4 separate regions of the Mus musculus genome follow, and all the other regions are linked to region 3. The links are chromatin contacts, called in public promoter capture Hi-C maps. All regions are on one chromosome and are shown on one strand. Each heading gives the region's core, a stretch centred on a gene start, on an enhancer-like site or on the middle of the called end of the contact. The rest is flanking DNA. Distances are from core to core; before and after follow the strand shown.

The links. Promoter capture Hi-C pulls out the DNA fragments that hold promoters and counts their contacts.
Region 1: a contact with region 3 is called in a promoter capture Hi-C map of pre-B cells, with 3 times the contacts expected there. The contact joins the promoter of Pias4 here to the promoter of Arid3a in region 3. A contact is called at or near these places in 4 of 39 promoter capture datasets (the C10 cell line, liver, maxillary cranial neural crest and 1 more), 2 of 484 Hi-C or Micro-C datasets (B cells and CD4 T cells), 1 of 115 datasets of contacts at active chromatin or transcription factors (pancreatic cancer cells) and 2 of 9 other capture datasets (adipose tissue and liver).
Region 2: a promoter capture Hi-C map of pre-B cells shows a contact between it and region 3, with 2.6 times the contacts expected there. The contact joins the promoter of Gadd45b here to the promoter of Arid3a in region 3. A contact is called at or near these places in 2 of 39 promoter capture datasets (liver and pre-B cells) and 1 of 115 datasets of contacts at active chromatin or transcription factors (pancreatic cancer cells).
Region 4: a promoter capture Hi-C map of liver shows a contact between it and region 3, with 2.9 times the contacts expected there. The contact joins the promoter of Sgta here to the promoter of Arid3a in region 3. A contact is called at or near these places in 2 of 39 promoter capture datasets (liver and pre-B cells) and 1 of 484 Hi-C or Micro-C datasets (embryonic stem cells).

Annotation. Positions count from the first base shown.
Region 1 is chr10:81,166,112-81,169,302 of GRCm38.p6, reverse strand. Pias4 (protein inhibitor of activated STAT 4) reads left to right here and starts at 1,583. Exons shown (of 11, transcript NM_021501.4): 1 at 1,583-1,618. The coding sequence starts at 1,592.
Region 2 is chr10:80,928,718-80,932,015 of GRCm38.p6, reverse strand. Gadd45b (growth arrest and DNA-damage-inducible 45 beta) reads right to left here and starts at 1,925. Exons shown (of 4, transcript NM_008655.1): 1 at 1,657-1,925; 2 at 1,467-1,568; 3 at 765-987; 4 at 1-483. The coding sequence starts at 1,700. The coding sequence ends at 370.
Region 3 is chr10:79,925,299-79,928,611 of GRCm38.p6, reverse strand. It overlaps Arid3a (AT rich interactive domain 3A (BRIGHT-like)), which reads right to left and starts at 1,271. Exons shown (of 9, transcript NM_001288625.1): 1 at 1,212-1,271. It overlaps Gm40715 (a long non-coding RNA gene), which reads left to right and starts at 1,621. Exons shown (of 2, transcript XR_001779822.2): 1 at 1,621-2,150; 2 at 3,023-3,313.
Region 4 is chr10:81,058,584-81,061,743 of GRCm38.p6, reverse strand. It overlaps Sgta (small glutamine-rich tetratricopeptide repeat (TPR)-containing, alpha), which reads left to right and starts at 1,473. Exons shown (of 12, transcript NM_001358550.1): 1 at 1,473-1,616.

The sequences.
Region 1 (3,191 bases), core at 334-2,833, 1.2 Mb before region 3:
CACACCCCACCACACACACACACACACACACACACACACACACACCACACACACACACACACACACACCACACACACACACACACACACACACACACACACGCAAGACGACCCAGATGTGCACTGCACAGGGCCGACTAGGCTCACACCCCATCACTACAGGGCCATGCGAGCCCTACACCTGCCAGCTGCCGCTCGAAGGGAACAGGGACACCTGCCCGGCCGCATTCTGTTCATCCCCAACCCTTCTCTTCATCAAAATGCAACCGTAAACATGAGCCATAAAATGCACCAGAGCAGGAAGCACATACACCTTTAAGACCACCCTCCCCACGTGGGCGCGGTCCAGTCCTCCCAATGAAACGGAAGCAAGGGGCGGTGCCGTTCTCGCTTAAAAACCCAGAGCGGGGCTAGAAGTGAGCGTGGCCCCAGTGCAAGCTTCGAAAATTTGGGGGTTGGGTGGGGCTTGTGGGTAGTTAGAAAGCCAAGGAGGGCCCCTGAAATGGTGATCGCCCAGAAGTCTATTAGGAGTTCGATCCACAGAACTCATTTTGTGACACCTGGTTAAAGGAGAAAGCAATTCCAGCAAATTGTCCTCTGATGTCCACCTAGGGGGCTTGGAACGCGCGCACCCACACCTATTCGCGTTAGTCTCTAAACCTGATGACCTGAGTTCGATTCCCTGAATCCATATTGTGGAAATATACAAACCCCTTAGATTGTCTTTGGACGATCAAAAATTGCGTGTCTCCCCCAGTATATAAATAAAACAGACCACAGAAAAGTGGGCGTAGCCTTGAGCCAACAAATAAAGAAGGAAAAATGCAGCTAGAGGGGCTTCTGTGCCCTAAAGAAGCAAGGCTACGCAGGGCTTGGTTATGTTCATCTTTAATCTCAGTTCTCCGGAAGCAGGGGCAGGAGGATTTCAGTGAGTTTGAGGCCAGTCTGGTCTACAAAGCGAGTTCCACAGAGCCAGGGCTACATGGTGAACCTGTCTCAAAAAACAAAAACAATTTTTAAAAACCCACAACTGTTGCCACCGCAAGCCAATTTGAAAACGAGGCAGGGGGTTCGGCCTGTACTCTACAGAAAAGGTGGGGCCAGTAAGAGAGGGAGCAGGGCAAAGGGTATATGGTTCAGGCACTAGCTGGTTCATCCCTGCTACCTACACAGTGGAAGGAGAAAACCTAATTTCCTAGACTGTTTTGTGACTTTCACATATGTACACACTAAATAAACACAAAAATTTAGCGGTTCTCTAAAGCAAGAGAAATGAGGCGGCGGGAAGTGCTGCTATTTCTTTAAGCAGCAGACTCCTCCCCAGAGTGGGCGTGGTAGCGGCCAGCGCCTTGAAAAATAACCGTGGGGGGCGGGATTTGGCAATTGTCCGTTGTGATTGGTCAGATCCTCGGGCGGGGTTCCTGTAGGCGCGTGCGCGTGATGCATCCTCCCGCCTCTCAGACGCGGGGGCGTGGAGGAAGGAGCCAGCACTCGCTTTTACTGGCTCTCGCGCAGGCTCCGCCCTTTAGTCGAGGGCCCTCACGTGACGCGACGGCTGGGGCCTCCCGGCGCGGGGGACGCTAGTGGCCAAGATGGCGGCAGAGCTGGTGGAGGCCAAAGTGAGTGAGCGAGAGTGGCTCCGGCCGGGACAGGCGGGTGGCGGAGTACGGACCGCTCCTCGCAGGGAGCTGGGAGGGCGGGGTGTGGCGGCGCGGGCGGCGAGGGTGCGACTGGGACGCGGGCTGAACCTGCGGGCGGGGGGCGGGGAGACCGGGGGCGGGGTCGCCAGCTCCCTCCTGGGGTGTCCCCGCCGTCTACTGTCACTTCTCTACTGACCCTAGCAGGGGTTCCCACAGTGTGGCTACACAGCTTTCCCGGTGCAGGCACTGTCCTCTCCTTTGGGTTAGCTCTGTTGGGACATAACTGGGGGTCCTTCTGTGGTCTGGGAAGCCGAAGGAATGCAAAGTGACTTCGCCATCAGGTTTCCAAGGCAACGAGTAGGACTCAGGTCCGGGTGCCCCCCCTCTTTCCTCCCCCACAGGCCTGCATGGGGAAGGTCTACAGGGATTGCCACAAGTCCTCTGATTCTCGGGGCTCAGACTGACACCTTCTGACTCCAGACTCAGGCCAACTATAAGTGCCCAAGTTCATTTTAGAGACTCAGCCCTCGAGTCCCGCTCCCCACTTGTCAGCTCTGGGGTACCTCTTCACTTCAGCCTCCAGTGATCCTGTCTCACTCTAACCCATCTCTAACCTGTGAATCGCCTTGTAGAGTTTCTCTGCTGCCTGGCATACTGGACCCACCACCTCCTTGTTATGTGTTCCTCAGATTGATCCTCACAGGACACCTTGACTGAGTCCAGGGGAACATTGTTTAGACTTGTTCCCCCATTTCTGCATTAAGGTACCAGGGCTCTGACCTGACTTGAGTCCCCATTAAACCCTCTTGAAGTACAGCTTGGCTTAGCCTACATCCAGTTCTGCTCTGTCTCCCTGTCAAGGTTCCAGCACACTTGTCCCTCCAGAGTTATTGGAGTTCCTCAGTCCCCCTCAAGCATCTTCCCACCCATAAGATTCAGACTTGCCCCCCCCCCCCCCGTTTTTCTGCCTGCCTTGTGACATGGTCCTTCCCTCCCCACTGGGACCCTTAGGGTTATTCTAGAGGATCTGATTAAAAGGTGTCGTCCTCACCAGGCATGGTGGCACACCTTTAATCCCAGGGGTCTGGAGACAGAGGGAGGCAAATCTCTGTGAGTTTAAAGCCAACATGGTCTACAAAGTGAGTTCCTGGACAGCCAGGGCTCCACAGAGAAATCCTGTTTCAAAAAATCATTTAAAAAAAAAAGTGCAGCTGGGCGTGGTGGCGTACGCCTTTAATCCCAGTGCTCGGGAGGCAGAGGCAGGCGGATTTCTGAGTTTAAGGCCAGCCTGATCTACAGAGTGAGTTCCAGGACAGCCAGGGCTACACAGAGAAGCCCTGTCCTGAAAAACCAAAAAAAAAAAAAAAAAAAAAGTGTACCCCTCTTTCTCACCATTTACTCACCCCAAATCTACACCATTTACATAGTGGTTTTCTCTTGGGAAACAGAACTTTGAGATGGAGATATGTAAACTATGATCTGGAACGCAGGAGTTTTTTTTGTTTTTTATTTGGTTTTTTTGAGAAAGAGTTTCTCTGTGTAGCCCTGGCTG
Region 2 (3,298 bases), core at 676-3,175, 1.0 Mb before region 3:
GTGGGGGACGCCTCACCCCACCCCTGCGGCGGTGTCCAGACCGTCTGCGGCTGCGAGCAGAGGCTGGCTGCAGGACTGCCAGGCCTTGGCTCTAAAGTCTCAGTCTCCTCTTGCCTGAGGTGCCCTCCTTCCGACCTCGGCGACCACCTGTGGTGCTGCTCCTGGCTCCACAGCCCAGAGGGCGGGCGGGCGCACGTGCCCCTCTCCTCATCTCAGTCTCGGTGACTCCGCCCCTCCCAGAAGGTATCACGGGTAGGGTAGCCTTTGAGGGATTGTTCTGGGGGATGAGGGGGCTGTCAAATATGTATTTTATTTACTTTTTTTAGGGGACAGCAACTCGACAGTTGCTTTAGATGTTTGGAGTGGGTCTCAGCGTTCCTCTAGAGAGATATAGGGGACCCATTGGTTATTGCCTCTGCTCTCTTCACAGTAACTGGCCACCTCCACCAAGCCTTGGCTTTTCCAGGAATCTGTATGACAGTTCTGTTGGAGGGAGAAAAAGAAGGGTTTAGTGGGAGTTCTAGGAGTTAGGTAGGGAGCCTCTGTTCAGCGCCAGGGGCCCTACTGGGGAAAAACAGGCTGGCTCAAAATAGCTGCCAGGGTGACTAGGCAGCCCACGGGACATGCCAAGCATGGCTGGGCACTGAGCTGGTGCTGGACCAGCCAGCCCAGCTATGTTGACAAACACGGGACCCAGGTGACCAGGACGGGTGGGTGGGGCGGGGAGAGAGAGAGACAGAGACGTGGGGGGGGGGAGGGCTCACCGTGACCAGGAGGCAGTGCAGGTCTCGGGCTTCGGTTGTGCCCAATGTCTCCGCCGGCTCCCCCAGGAGCTGCGCCAGCCTCTGCATGCCTGATACCCGGACGATGTCAATGTCATTGTCGCAGCAGAACGACTGGATCAGGGTGAAGTGAATCTGCAGAGCGATATCATCCTCCTCTTCTTCGTCTATGGCCAGGAGGCACAAGACCACGCTGTCGGGGTCCCTGCAGGAGAGAAGGAGTGTCAGGGGGTCGTCAGACCAGGAGCGGGTGTCACCGTGCACGGGGTGGGATAGGGGGATATGAGCTCCAGGAACCGCAGGCGGGAAGGGTGGACAAGACCCATCGTGCATCAGGAGTGTATATAAGAACAGCCCCCCAGCCGCAGTACTGCACGGGTGCTGGGGTGGCCGACTATGCAAATACTGATGGCGGTGGGGGAGGAAGCACATAGTCCAAAGTTACTGGGGTTGCCTTGTCAAAACAAAAAACACAAAACCTCAAACTTGCGAAGTCAGGGTTCTGCAGCGACTCTCTTTCCTCCTCCCCAAAAAAAATTCTCTGAGAAATGTCGCCCTCCACTCCCCAAAACCGAGAGCGCTGGGAAAGTCCCCCAAAGCCCCGAGCCCTATAGGGATGTTGGAGCGCGCGTGCATCAGAGGGGCGCCCCCACCCACGCCCGAGAAAGGGGGGTGCTGACTCACACATTCATCAGTTTGGCCGCCTCGTACACCCCCACGGTGAGGCGATCCTGACGCTGCGCGGCCACCAGCAGCTGCTCCACCGCGGCAGTCACCGCCTGCATCCTAAAAGGCCAAATGGGGAGATTAGCCGATGACAGCCCCGCAGACCTCAGGCGGCGGGCGAGAAGACCTCAGCCTCTGTTGTACTCACTTCTGAACCGCGTTGTCGCTCGCCACCAGCTCTTCCAGGGTCATGATGCAGTCACACTCCACAGCGGACCCCCACGGAAGATCCCCAAGAGCAAAGTACAAGTCCAGATACGAACCCAAGAGGCAAAAAAACCTTCCCGTGCGACCAGAAGTGTCGGAGGCCTTCCGGAGGCGGTGGGACTTCCCTTCCCAAGAAAAAAGTAGGGGTAAAAAGAAGATTGCAAAATCCCCCTCGAAATTAATCCAAGAAGACAGAGATGAACGCAGACCCAGGGTTGCTGCGGAGTGAGCGCGCGGGCGCTGCGAGCGGTTTATATGACTTCCCGGGTGGAGGCGTGGCCACTGGAGGCATGCGCTTTCCACCCATTGGTAGATGCACAAAGGGCCGAGTATCCCGCGCTGAGATTGGCTGGAGATGGAAAGGGCGGAGCTCGGAGCTCCGGCGGCCCCACGTGGGGGTCAGGGCTGGGAGGAGCGTGAACGCCAGCAGCGGCGACAGCTAGAAAAGCCAGAGAGCTCTAGAGAGAGAGCTCTAGAGAGAAAAAAAAAAAAAAAAAAAAAAAAAAAAAAACCACAGAAGTTTCTCTCCTGATTTCCCGGCAGCCGCGCTACGCAGGCCGCGCGCGGGGTTTCCAGCGCGAGAGGCTGGCCTGAACTTTCGGGGAGGGCTGTCTGGAATCCCCTCGCTGTCCCCGGAGAGTCCCTAGCCTTTCCCAAGCTCTGAAAGAAGGGATGTGCATGCGCCAGGAGGCTTACTAAGTGTTCTGCCGGCCTTGTAGAGTTGGAGAGTGTTTAAATAACGTCTAGGGTATACAGTAAACGTTTGGTAAGTTTGAGGACGGTGGGATCCTCTCCCCAAAGTGAGAACTACCAAGGCACCCTAGCATCGCCAGCACGAAGGTGCTTTGAGAACGCTCAGCCCTCTAAGGCCAGGGTCGCGGGAGGAGAGGCACACAGGAAGCTTCCTAGTGGTCGTGGTAGGTGGCTTGGCGGTGCCCCAGGGGTCCTGGCTGCAGAGCACTAAGGGATCGCAGGGGGAGAGATCCGGAACCCTTTCTCCCTCCTCCCGGCACCCCGAGAATTTCACGTGTGCACGGGAGGCGCAGGTGAAGAGCCCTCCAGACGCTCTGCGGAGTGACCCTGCCCCCTGCCGGCTGCCTCACCGTCTATCCTCAGATCGATTCGCCACACTTAACCCCTGAGGGGGAAGCCAAGTGGCAAAACCCGAAGGGTACTGACCCGGGGAGAGGTGACTGAAAGGCAGCCGCTCTTATGTCCCTGGCATTTTTGTAGTGCGTAGCATGAAGCACAAGCCCCTTCTTCCACGCGTGTCATTTATCTTTCCAAGATTTGTCAGGCAAAGGAATTGATATCTGCATTATGCAAAATGGAAACTGAGGCTTCCAAGGGCGTTCCAAGCCACAGCTTGAGGGCTGGTAGTCGACAGCAAGGACACGAGCGAGGCAGATAGACCCGCGTGGGATTCTCCCACGGTGCACGGGGGCTCCCGGTGAATCACCCTGAGTCGCCTCCTCCGCCAGCCTGGGTCCTGGCCTCGGCCGCGCGGCTCGGTTCCCCGGATCCCCGGATCCCCCGATCCCGGGTCTGGTGACGCATCCTGCTTCCTCCGCGCCACCCACCCA
Region 3 (3,313 bases), core at 22-2,521:
TCGGCCAGGCCTTGCAAAACACGGTTATTTGGAGTTGTGCAAGGCCAGGGCCCGAGGGTGGCGAAAGGGGCCCCTCTCTCCTCCAAGGGAGGTGGAGGGGGAAGGGCAGGAGCTGGGGAGGGGGCTGGGAAAGAAGGCACTGTGCCCCCCCAGGAGACGTGTGCAAAAACACACCCCAGTCAGAGGACAAATGTAAAACAACAACAAAAAAACAAACAAACAACCCCCCCAGTGGAGTCGGTATTTCAAAGGCTTCTTGGAAAGAGCGAGCTGGGGAGGGGGGGTGACCCTGCTGCCCAAGTCGTAAAAAACGGAAGATATTTGACAAACCCGCTGCGAGTTGACACACACGCGCGCACTCCGCGCTTCCTGCTCCCTCTTTTGTGTCGGGGGGGGGGGGGCAGGGGACCCTACCGGAGGGATCTGGATGGGCGCACCCCGCGGGGCAAGTGGAGACCCCAGTCCCAGTAGTACACTGGAGCTAGGGAACGAAATGGGGGGGGGGAGATGGGCGGACCCCGCTGGACACAGGTTTGGAAGAGAAAAAGAACTGTAGGTACCGGGGCGTGGTGGCGCGCCCGGCCTGGGATTTTCCCAAGCACTTGGGAAGGAAAGCTGCGGCAGGGGGATGGCCTCGAGTTTCAGGCTAGTCTGAGCTTTAACTCGAGTTCTAAGTCAGCCCGTACTACACAGTAAGATCCTATCTCCAAACATCTTTTTTAATTAATAAGAAAAAGCAAAACCATGTTCCCAGAGCGCAGCCCCCAGTCCTCTGCGCGCGCGCACATACACAGACACACACACCCCGGGTCCGTTTCCTTCCGCCAGGGGACAGCGCGCACTCGCGACCCCCGCGCACTCGTGTACCGGATGAAGGTCTCCAAGATCTACAACCGCAACAGCCACCCCAACTCTGATCCGTCAAGTCGCATACTCAGCCCTGCACCCCTCTACGCGCGCGTCTTTGCCTAACTTTGGAGACCCCGCAATTGTCGGTTTCCAGGGTGCCCTACGCTGCCACCTTTAGGAGAGATCGCTAGAGCCGCGCTGCAAAAGGCCTTACCGCCCGGGGTGGCCCGGGGGGCGCATGCCCCGGTGCCCGGAGCCCAGCCCAGAGTCCAGCCTGCTGGTGGCCTCCGGTGGCCTCTCTCCCCCTTGGCCTCCCCCTGGTGCCCAGTGCACGCTCCTGGCTTCGGGGTCACCCGCCTCACCGAGTCTCCAGGCCGCGTCTACATCTCCATCCGTCTGGATCGGATAGGGACGAGGTCTCCGCGCGCGACCGGGCCCCCCGCCCCGCCCCTCCCCCACCCAGCAGACGAATCGCCGTGTGACAAATTGCTCTCAGATGCAAATACCTCGCCGGTGATTCAGCAGCCCCGGGGACGCAGGAGGAGGTGGTGGGTGTCTCTCCAGGGTCCCCCTTTCCAAGCTTTCCCAGGACACCACACCGGGGTCCCCCTTCTCCAACTCAATCTGAGGACGTCCACGGTGGGAGGAGGTGGAGGGGAGCCGGAGAGCCGCCACAGAGTGGACGGAAAACTTCAGGTCGCGGCCCCTTTAAATGATAATAAATAATAAAAGGAAGGGGGAACCGGACTGAGGGACGCTCCGCCCCCATCTTAGGGACCGTGCGCAAAGTGCACGCCGCAGCCCACGGCGCAGAGGCCGCGAGCGGGAGGGCGGGGCTGCGAGAGCCCCATCGCGGGAATCCCGAAGAGTTAAAAAGGGTTCCTCGCCCCACCTCTGAGCGGAAAGTCACCTGGGCCCCCGGCCGTTTCCTGGTTTCACCCGGAACGCAAGATGGATAAGCCAAGCTTGGAGCTGGAACCTCCGCCCACTATGCTACCCTAACCTTCCGGGCCTGAGGCTCCACGTCTCTGAAATGGGCTTAAAAACCCCCGGCTAGGCTAGATCTGCGGGGGCTGGGACGCTGGGGTGTGAGGGCGCTGCGTGCGCAAAAGCACCGGGTTGGGCTGCGCGCGCGTTCGAGGAAATGCGAGGAACCGTGACGACCGTACCTAGGAGCGAGGGAAAGGAGGGCCATCCTTTAACCAACTCAGTGAAGCCCCTGCCTCGGTCTACCCAGTTCGTCTCGGGAGAGTACTGGATTCTGAGGTCCCATTTTGCAGGCTGGGAAACCGAGGCATGATGTGAGCTCAGCTAGAAGTTGAGACGATTCTAGTGGGTAACGCCAGTGCTCAGGGCAACCCCCGACCTCGACTAGTTCCCCATAGGTGGTGCTCAGGTCCCTTGTTAGACTGTTGTGGGGATCTTGAGCAGTCTGCCCCTTGAAAGCCACTTGTGTGAGTGTCTGGAGAGATGGGGTGGCTCCGGCCAATCCAAGTTCCCGGAATCCTCCCTAGAATCTGAGACTGCAGCAGTTGCTTGGAACCTTAGCCTGCAAGGCTAAGAAAGTTGCAGGTGGCAGCGAACTGCGCCTTCAAACTTTAGACACCTTGATGTGTTGGGGTGTGGCCCCGGGGTGGAGCTGGGCCTGCACACCAGCATTCTTCTCCAGCATCAAACGGGCTACTAGCAGATCTTTCTCCCTCTAATCATCTTGTGTGTCCCCTGTAAACTTGGGCAACCCCCCAAAACATTCTGCCAAGATAATGAAAGCAACATACATTCCCATTCTCTCTCTCTCTCTCTCTCTCTCTCTCTCGTGTCTGTGTGTGTGTGAGAGAGAGAGAGAGAGAGAGAGAGAGAGAGAGAGAGAGAAAGAGACCGAGACCAGAAGGGCTTCAGCAGCTCACGCATAGAGGTCCTAGGAAAACTTAGTGGAGTCGGCTTTCTCCTTCCACCTTTATGTGTATTCTGGGATGCCAAGATTCTCAGGACGCCAAGCTTGTCAGCAAGTGCCTTTACCTTCTGAACCTTGTTGCTGACCCCTAAAATACTGTTCTTAGTATTTTTTGATAGAATCTTCAAAGACAAAAGCCTAAATCTGCTGGTCCCTTTTTTATGGCAGGGATATATTTAGCCAAGGGTCCAGGTGGCAAGCATAATGACATAATGACAGGTCTCCTTATGACAGGTCTCCTAATTCACAAGATACAATTCTGGCAACTTGAAAGGCATCCGACTCGCGCCGCAGGGTGTGCGCGCCGCCTGCCGGGCGCCAGCGGAACTGCGCCCAGGGTAAGATTTTTCATCATGGAGGCGGGGCTTCAACCCAGCAGTGGAGGCCGCCAGGTGGTGCTATCGCACCTGAAAAGACGGTTTCCCACGTTAGATTGGGAGAAACTGAGGCCTGAAGTTCTCCTACATAGCTTTTTTTCTGTTGAAGACAGGGTGTGAAGTCATGAATCAC
Region 4 (3,160 bases), core at 224-2,723, 1.1 Mb before region 3:
TAAAATGAAAATAGGAGAGATAGTTCAATGGTTAAGAGTACATATTGCAAACTGGGTAGTGCAGTTTTAGCCCAACCTTGCCTACGGTATGAGACCCTGTCTCAAAGAAAATAAAAAAAGTAGAGTACATACAGCTTTTGCAGAGGGCCTGAATTGCACTGCACCCAACTCTAGCCTTGGGGATTCCATGCCCTCTTCTGATTTTTATAGGCACTGTATTCCCATGCAGACACCCACACATAGACATCCACATAATTCAAAAGTAAAGATAAGTTGGTTTTATTTATTTTTATTTATTAATTTTTTTTTTGGTTTTTCGAGACAGGGTTTCTCTGTATAGCCCTGGCTGTCCTGGAACTCACTTTGTAGAGCAGGCTGGCCTGGAACTCAGAAATCTGCCTGCCTCTGGCTCCCGAGTGCTGGGATTAAAGGCGTGCGCTACCACGCCCGACCTGTTTTTATTTTTATTTTTATTTTTTTATTTATTTTTGGTTTTTTGAGACAGGGTTTCTCTGTGTAGCCCTGGCTGTCCTGGAACTCGCTCTGTAGACCAGGCTGGCCTCGAACTCATCCCGAGTGCTGGGATTAAAGGCGTGGGCCACCACGCCCGGCTCCTGTTTTTATTTTTTGAGACAGGTTTTTCTGTGTAGCTTTGGCTATCCTTTGTAGACAAGGCTTGCCTCAAACTCACCGCGATTCCCCCGCCTCTCCAGTGCTGAGATTAAAGGCGAGCACCACCACTGTCTGGCTGCTAATCTTTGTTTTTCTTTTAGGCATCAGAAAGAAGTTGGGGTGTGCAAAAGATAAGTTTGTAAATAGGTTTTAAATATAAAAATAAGTGAAGTAGATTGTTTAGTGGTTAATCACACTTACTGCTTTCACAGAAAGTGGGATATGCCAGTTTCCAAGATGGGCGAAGTGGATGAAGAGTTCCGGGCCAGGCTGGGCTCGTAGTATTGTCATTTTAAAAAAAGGAAAAAGAAAAAAAAAATTACGAAAACAGGGGGCTGGTGAGATGGCTCAGCAGGTAAGAGCACTGACTGCTCTTCCAAAGGTCCTGAGTTCAAATCCCAGCAACCACATGGTGGCTCACAACCATCCACAATGAGATCCGATGCCCTCTTCTGGTGTGTCTGAAGACAGCTACAGTGTACCTACATATAAAAATAAATAAATCTTTAAAAAAAAAAATTACGAAAACAGAACCAAAAACTTCATAGCATCAGTTAGTGGCTTTGATTCAGATTTGTCTTGCTGAAAGCAGCTAGATCACGTGACAGACTCCATACCACGTGGTCTGCCTTGGTGCCTCAGGGGTCCGCCGCCGCCCCACCGTGCTTTAGGCCTGACCCGCTTGGTGACTGTCAGACTAACTTCCGGTTTTCCTGATGCCTCCAGAGGGCAGTTTCCATAACAACCAGCTTGTGACCCCCCTCTTCGCGTGACGTCACTTCTGTTTTAGAGCGAAGGGTGCACTTGAGCGCATGCGCAAAAGGAAACCTACACAGGAAATGGTTTTTTTCTGCGCAGGCGTCTTGGTCCTGAGGGCGGAGCTTGGCTGCGCCGCGGTGCGCAGGCGCAGCCGTCGGTGGGTCGGGTCTTCGGTCGACTGAGAGGTGAGGCTGGGGGCTCCGCCGTGCCCCGTATGGGCGTCGGGGGTCTGTGGGTTTAGCTTCGCTGTGCTCGGGAGCCCCTGGGACAAAGGTGGCTTGTGATCCGGACTTCTGCTCTCTTCGGGGTCACGTGAGCGGGCGGCGCAGAGAGGAAACTGAGGCAGACAGCGTCCCAACCCACCCCCACCCCTCGTCGCTTTTTCTCACGAAAAGGTCAGCGTTTAGGTGTGTGTGGGGCGGATCTCAGTTTTCTCGGGGCCCCTAAGGTCTAAGACCCTCTTACATTGCCATTCCTCACCCTGGTGACCTTGCTTAGCCTGTTGCCTGCCCACAGCCTCAGTTTTCCTCTTCTGTACAATGGACGTTGTCACCATTGTCTGAGCAGTTGTGGGTGCTCCTTCCCATTGGGAGGGTGTGTTTGATTTTGGTGCCAAAGGTAGGTAGTGTGTGGGTTTGAAGGGCAGAGGGCCAGCTGTGCATGCTAGGGCAAATAGCTTGACCTCTCTGAGGAGGAGTTTTCTTAAAACAATGGTAAGGCAGGTGTGCTGACACATGGGCAGAGGCAGGAGTATCGTGGGACTTCCATGCTAGCAAGGACTACATACTTTGTCTCAGAAAACGAAACAACCAAAAGCAAAGACTCGAGCAAATAGTCTAGAACTTTGGTCCACAACCTATAATCCAGTCTTTCAATTGAGAGGGGGAGACAGCTGGATCGCGGGGAGTGAGTTCAGGCCCAGCCTTGGATACCTAACACGGTGGAGGTAGCTGGACCACAACGTGAGACCCTGTCTGAAAATGAAATCGACATAATTAATAGTTTGTTTGTTTTGAGACAAAGTCTTTATCTGTCTCTGGCTGTCCTGGAACTCACTATGTGAGCCAGGCTGGCCTCAGCGCCACCTCTGCCAGGACTGTAGGTGCCACCACCTCATCTGGCATCATAATTAACGTAAAAAGGATGTCAGTCTGGGCCCGTTTAGTTGTAAGCTGGGCTTGCTGGCTGTCATCCCAGCTTGTAGGAGGCTGAATCGGGAGGATGGAAGTGAAGTTCAAGGCTATGTTGGGCTACATGGTGAAATCCTCTTGTCTCAAAAGCCAGGTTGTAGTGGTGTCCGACTTTGATCCCAGCACTCAGGAGGCAGAGGCAGGAGGAGCTCTCAGAGTTCGAGGCCAGCCTCTGGTCTACAGAATGAGTTCCAGGACAGCCAGGTTGCAGAGTGAGACCCTGTCCTGAAAAACCAAAACCAAAAATGAAATGTTAGCAACAACAAAAACAAAGAAAGTCAGTTGAAATTGTTATGTCTCTGTGTCTGTCACCTGGACATTAATTGTCCTAAGGTCCATTAGCAGAGGTCTGTTAGCCTCTGTGGTGGCTGGTGAAGGCACACGTTCCCCACCAGTTGATTGAGATGACTTTCCTGTTTTGTCCCTCTGTGGTCATTTATTTGATCAGTCTTTCCTTTTATTGGTCATTCTCATCCACAGGGACAGTGTATGGGGATGTTTGTGATCGGTGTGACTGAAGGGGCTTCTGATGTGACACT